Regions from separate parts of the Mus musculus genome. Here region 1 is linked to region 2. Evidence: chromatin contacts called from public Micro-C data. All regions are on one chromosome and are shown on one strand. The core of a region is the stretch at or near the end of the contact, and the rest is flanking DNA. Distances in the headings are between cores, read along the strand shown.

Region 1 (3,170 bases), core at 312-2,811, 98 kb after region 2:
GCAGTGCTCAAGATGTATGAGATACAATAGAAAAATCACCCATTGTAACAGGAACCTGAAAGCTCACAAAGGAAATTTCAAAATGACGAATAAATTCCAGCCCTAAGGTGACAGCCACGGAGGTCATCTGATGAAGATTTAAAGCATCTACAATGACAAAGAAACCGGAACCAACAAATGTTATGAATGTGCTTGAAAATGAAACCAACCGACATTCTAGTAAAGAAACGGGAACCACAAAGAACTATGTGGAGGGGCTGGAGAGAAGGGTGCTTGTTGCTCTTGCAGAGAGGTCCTAGCAGCCATGTTTGAGGCTCACAACACCTGTCACTCCAGCTCCAGGGGATCTTATGGCCCTGGCCTTGTGGGTCCCTGCACTCACATGCATACCTCTCCTCCCACATATACACATGATTAGAGCATAAGAAAGATGTAAAGAAAGAAGTGGACATTTTAGAACTGGACAGTGTAACAACTGGAAACTACAACAGGCAAGCTCAGTAAAAGGAAGAAGCCGGAGAGAGAATGAGAGACTACAAAGCTAGAACAACAGAAACGACCCAACTTCAACAAGTAAGTGTACGGATTTCTGTACACATATATGCATGCAATAACACACACACACACACACACACACAGAGGGAGCATGGGTTTGAAGGAGAGTGAGGAAGGTTTGGAGGGAGGAAAGAAAAGGGATGAATGCTGTAGTTAAATTATAATTTCAAAAGAAAAAAAATTTAGTGTTGACTAGATCGTAGCATTTATTTTCCTGTGACAAAAGACCTAATACTTGTCTCGAGAAAATAGAGAAAGAGCGTAGAATTAAAAAAAAAAAAAAAAAAGATGCTAGAAGATGTAGGGACTGAAATACTCCTCAGACTTGACAAGTCACCTAAAGACACAAAAGAAAGATACCAAGAATACAACAAAGGGAATTAAGGCTTAAAAAAACAAAACAAAAAAACAAACCAAAACCACTAATAAGAAACAGCAGGAAGAGAGAGAGAAAGGAAGAGGGGCAGAGGAGGAAGAAGGAGGAGGAGAAGGAGGAAGATAAAGAAGAGGAAGGAGCAGAAGAAGGGGGAGGAGGAAGAAGATGAAGGAGGAGGAAAGTGAGGAAGAGGAAGGAGGAGGAAGATGAAGAGGGGGAGGAGGAGGCAGGCAGCATCCCACAGGCATGAGGAAATGTCTGAAGACTAAAGAGTGATAAGTTATCTCTCCATTTAGTAATGAGCCAGTTAAAACCAGATTAGAGTATAGTAAACAGGTTTACTATAAATAATAAATAAAGCAGGTTTATTGGGAAGCTGCTTTCGGGCAAGTTCAATGGTCACAAGGACGGAGGTCAGGGAAGTTACAAATGGAGAGGGAGAGAGGGGGGGGGAGAGGGAAGAGAGAAAGACAGAGAGAGGGAAGGGAGAGAGAGAGAGAAGAAGAACAACACCTCTGGATTATGTAGGGAAGAGTGCCTGGGGGGGTGGGGGAAGGCAGCTCAGCCCCTGATCTGGAAAGTTCAGGGTTGGGAGCAGGATATGCCAGGAAGGGACTGAGGGATGCTGGGAGAGCCTGGAGGCCAGGTCTGCTTTGATACGTAAAATACCTCAGCCCCTTGTCCAGGGTCTGAAGGGTAACAAAGAGAAGGAAAACAATCTGGGGAAAAAAAATCAGAAAGATTTTCTCTGTGGGTGAAAAGAACTTTAATAACAAGAGAGCACTCATCAGAAAACACGGAGGCACGAACCTTGTTCATAGCTGAAAGAAGAACTCAGCTTGGAATCTTTTATCTGGTGCGAACAGTGTATAAAATCAAAGGACCAAGGCATCCGCAGATAAAGGGAAGGTAAAGAAACTTGTCACCAGCAGACGGATCCCCAAATAATGACTAAAGGAAGTTCTCTACACAAAAAGGAATTGAAGAAGAAGAAACTGTAGAAAGGCAGGAAAAATAAGGAACTCAGGACTGGGCAGTGGTGGCACACATTTTTAATCCCAGCACTTGGGAGGGAAAGGCAGGCAGATCTCTGAGTTCAAGCCCAGCCTGGTCTACAGAATGAGTTCCAAGACAGCCAGGGCTACACAGAGGAAACAATATCTCGAAAAACTAAACCAAAACAAAACGTCATCTAGTCTATCTTCCCTTCTGATCTTGAGTAACTTTTGATAAGGAAAGCAAAAATGGTAATGCTTTCTGATAAGGTCTTTAAAAGACCATAGTGGAAACTTTTTAAGACTGTTTAATAAATTAAATAAAAGTTCATACAAAAAGAAAGGAAACAGAAAAAGCCTGGCCTAATAGTTTAGCCCTATAACCCCAGCGTTCAGGAAGCTGGCCCAGTAGATGGCACCCCTGCCAGCCTGTTTCCCTCTGAGTAATATGCCTTTTGGCTTGGACCTTATCAACCCATTTTTTTACTAGTTAGTGGGGAGTGGAAAAAAATGGAGACCTTGGATAAGTCATCTTGAATCTGATGACACTTTGCAATGTAATGGATGTGTATCCTCCCCAACTCTGGAGTCTTAGAACATAGCCCAGGTACTCCCCCTGTTTAGCATCCTCCTGCCTCAACCTTCTGAGTACTAAGATTACAGCTATGCACCACCATGCCCATCTGTTGTGGTTCCTTCCTCCCTCCCTTCCTTCCTTCCTTCCTTCCTTCCTTCCTTCCTTCCTTCCTTCCTTCCTTCCTTCTTTTCTTTCTTTCTTTCTTTCTTTCTTTCTTTCTTTCTTTCTTTCTTTCTTTCTTTCTTTCTTTCTCTCTTCTTTCTCTCTCTCTCCCTCCCTTCCTCCATCCCTCCCTCCGTCCCTTCCTTCCTTCCCCCTTTTTTTTTTAAACATTTATACATCTTATTTATATGAGTACACTGTAGCTGTCTTCAGACACACCAGAGGAGGGCATCGGATCCCATTACAGATGGTCGTGAGCCACCATGTGTTTGCTGGGAATTGAACTCTGGACTTCTGGAAGAGCAGTCAGTGCTCTTAACCGCTGAGCCATCTCTCCAGCCCAGGTAATTTCTTATCCCAATAAGCCTGTATAAAAAATACATAACCCAGTTATATTCATAAGCTATATGCCTAGATTGAACTGATCTATCACCTAATGAAAGGAGAGAGACAACTCTGACAAGATTCTGTAGACCAGGCTGGCCTTGAACTCAGAAATCTGAAT
Region 2 (3,188 bases), core at 428-2,927:
TCTTGAAAGTAGCCCTAACTCTACTTGGTGGGCCACAAAGCAACAAGATATGGTGCACGTGGGCATGGGCATGGCGGGCGGGGAGTGGGAGACAACGGCCTTGCTAGGAGGAAAGAGTTTGGCGGGACCTGCAAGGGGTGGACGAGAGCAATGACGACAGGGGCTGAAAGAAACTGAAGGGCACTATCTACATGCAAGAAACCAAACAAGTTTAGAAAATATTTTCCGATGGAAAAATACTTTTAAAAAGTCTAAATGGACTGCCTGGAGTGGTGGCGCACACCTTTAATCCCAGCACTTGGGAGGCAGAGGCAGGTGGATTTCTGGTCTACAGAGTGAGTTCCAGGACAGCCAGGGCTACACAGAGAAACCCTGTCTCGAAAAAACAAAACAAAACAAAACAAAACAAAACAAACAAATAAAAGGTCTAAATGGGCAAACATGCCATACTCATTGGCTGAGAAATGTAAATATGTCCAATCTTTTCATTAGATCCTATGAAAATCTCAGGACAGCTTTCTGTACACACAGACTAACTTGACAGTATTTTTTGACTTTCAAAAGGTTTGATGCGAGTATGAAAATGGTATCATTGAAGAGCTCTGGAAAGCCTTTCTTTCACAAAAAGCGACCAACAATTGAAAGAGTGCTGGCTCACATTCTAAAAGACACCAAAAATACCCAGCGGAACTGGTGGCATTTACCTGGCTCCTCTCCCATTCTCTTCTCTCTGGCTTTGTGGCAACTCTATCACCAGTCACCTCCACAGTGGGAACCAGCCTGGCAGTCACCAGGGAGGCAGGAAGGCCTGGCAGGCCTTCAAAGGTTCACTTCCAAAGAGCTGTCTACGTGACCTGTACGCTGAGTCCCTGTGAGGCTCCACCTGGACAGCTTTGATCTGACACAGAGCTGTCTATCTATAGAAAGTTTGGACCCTAGGAACATTGGTCAGAGAGATCAAGGTGTTTCAGGTTTGCTTTTAATCTAAACCGATTTCATCCTGTAGGGCAAATAACTATTAGGGAAAAGTTTCTGACATTTTTACTAAAGACTGAGCCTTGTTTTGCTGGTGTAAAACACTGCGACACAGCAACAAGCCTAAAAAGGAGGCAGAGAGAGAGCCTGGCTGCTGTTCCTCCGCACACACATCCCTGTTACCTGCAGAGAGCTGGCTCCAAACGGACCCTGGGAATAATTCTCAAAGCACACAGCTCCCCTGACCGAGGATGGCTGCGAGCGTATTCCTATGTCTCCCTAGACCCTGCAGAGCCCTATGAGGCCAGGCCTGAGAACAGAGGTGGTGAGCAGGAGGCCCTCAGGCAGTACAGAGCTTTTGTTGATGCCCATCACCTGCTGTAACTCCAACATGACATCATAGGCCTTCCAGAACTTTAAATCTTCTGACCATTTCATTTTTAAGAAACACAAATAATCATTGTCTTTTAAGGAAATAAAAGTTTAGTTTTGCAGTTTACACAAGCTTGGCTGTGCAGCAGAGCCCTGGAAGCCACAACAGCAAGAGGACCAGAGGCTGAAGCTGAGAACATCACAAGTGCTGAAGGATGCAGAAGAACCAGAAGAAACAGTGTGAGCTCAGGGCTGGAGGGGATCCTCCCACTGGTACAAATGAGAGCCTTGACAACACAGTCATGGGGCACAGTGCCAGACACTGGTAATCTCGGCAGAGGAATGGGTAGAGAAGCCAGCCTGCTCTACATGGTGAGGATGAGTTCTAGTCCACCCAGGCCTACAGACCCTGTCTCAAAACAATACAGGCACACGCGCGCGCGCGCGCACACACACACACACACACACACACACACACACACTCCACCCACGACTCCCACCCCCTTGTACTGCTCTCCATTTTAAAACAAGACCATGAGTAAAAAGAGAATATATGAACCCTGAAAAAAGCCAAGGTCAGAAAGCAAACCCCTGTAAGCACAGCCTGCCCGGGCATACACACTGCACCTGCCCGGGCATACACACTGCACCTGCCCGGGCATACACACTGCAGCAACTTTTCATCAAGGAAGTGGCTCTCTGGGAGCAGGCGACCAGAACCCAAGAGGTAGAGCGAATCCAGCTCGCTTTGCCTTTGGACTACATCACTGGCCCTTGGGGTTTTGTTTTTGTTTGCTTGTTTTGCTTTTTTGTTTTAAGAAAGAGCTCATCTTGTAGATTAAGCTGGCCTTGAAATCATGATCTTCGGGCCTCAACCTCTCAAGTGCTGGGATTACAAGTATGTGTAAGGAAGTTCTGTTTGATCTCGAGAGAGGGTGGGTGGGATGACATTGTTTGGTGGTGAGTTTCAAACTAAAGACCATGCCCCTGTTAGGCAAGCTCTTTACCACTGAGTGGCAGCGCAAGCCTCTCAAAATTTTAAGTCAACAACAAAAGGACAGCACCAGGTTTTGTTCTGTTTTCTAAATCTTTTCTATAAAATCTACCTTAATTGCATTTCAATACTATATAAGCATGGGGTAAGATAATGTATATCCCAGAACTTCATACTTAACAGCTCTTTTATGTGTAAAAATTCTTTTTGTATGGGTTTGTCTGCATGTACATGCAAGCCAGAGGCCAGCCTCAGATGGTGTGCCTCGGGAGACATGCACCTTGGGTGTTTGTTGTTGAGACAGGTTCTCTCGTTGGCCTGGAGCCCACCAAATAAGCCAGGTTGGCAATGAGCTCCAGATCTGCCTCTGCCTCTCTGGTGCTGGGATCACAAGCGTGTGTCACTGTGCCTGGCTTTCTTACATGAGTGCTGGGGAGTGAGTGACTTATAGTCTCATGCTGGCAAGGCACAGCTCACCAAGCCCACAGCCCATACAATCTGTCAATACTGCCTGCATGTGTGGTGAGGGAAGTGAGGCGCAAACAAAGCCGCTAAGGGAACTGCCAACTGTGGTCATCTACTTGCCCAGCATGCTCCTCCCCATACACTTCTAACGTTTGAAATTATTCCAAACAAGCTTAGACCAGGTGTAATAGTATAACACACCTGTAATTCCCGACACTCTGGAGGCTGAAGGGGAGGATTACAAATTCTTGCTACAGAAGGGGGGAACAGGGAAAGATAGGGGAAGAAAAAAACATTTACAAAAAGAAAAGGCACTTATGTAGACATAAAAAAAATCTAACACTAGATAGCTACATGTGTTTTTACAAGGCATATCAAGGTG

What was found. Hi-C and Micro-C count contacts between places; a contact is called where the count stands out from the background.
Region 1: a contact with region 2 is called in a Micro-C map of the G1E-ER4 cell line, with 2.0 times the contacts expected there. The contact joins two enhancer-like sites. A contact is called at or near these places in 5 of 484 Hi-C or Micro-C datasets (CD8 T cells, the G1E-ER4 cell line, centroblasts and 2 more) and 2 of 115 datasets of contacts at active chromatin or transcription factors (both in embryonic stem cells).

The regions. Positions count from the first base shown.
Region 1 is chr1:37,000,315-37,003,484 of GRCm38.p6, forward strand. No RefSeq gene overlaps it. Among named protein-coding and RNA genes, the nearest start is that of Vwa3b, 27 kb to the right of the region's middle. Within about 2 kb of position 1,562, at least 91 of the 459 cell types and tissues checked have an H3K27ac peak or open chromatin away from gene starts, as enhancers often do. A contact at or near this core is called in CD8 T cells, the G1E-ER4 cell line and embryonic stem cells, where this site is marked.
Region 2 is chr1:36,901,919-36,905,106 of GRCm38.p6, forward strand. All of the region lies in intron 1 of Tmem131 (transmembrane protein 131), which reads right to left. Among named protein-coding and RNA genes, the nearest start is that of Tmem131, 36 kb to the right of the region's middle. Within about 2 kb of position 1,678, at least 54 of the 459 cell types and tissues checked have an H3K27ac peak or open chromatin away from gene starts, as enhancers often do. A contact at or near this core is called in CD8 T cells, the G1E-ER4 cell line and embryonic stem cells, where this site is marked.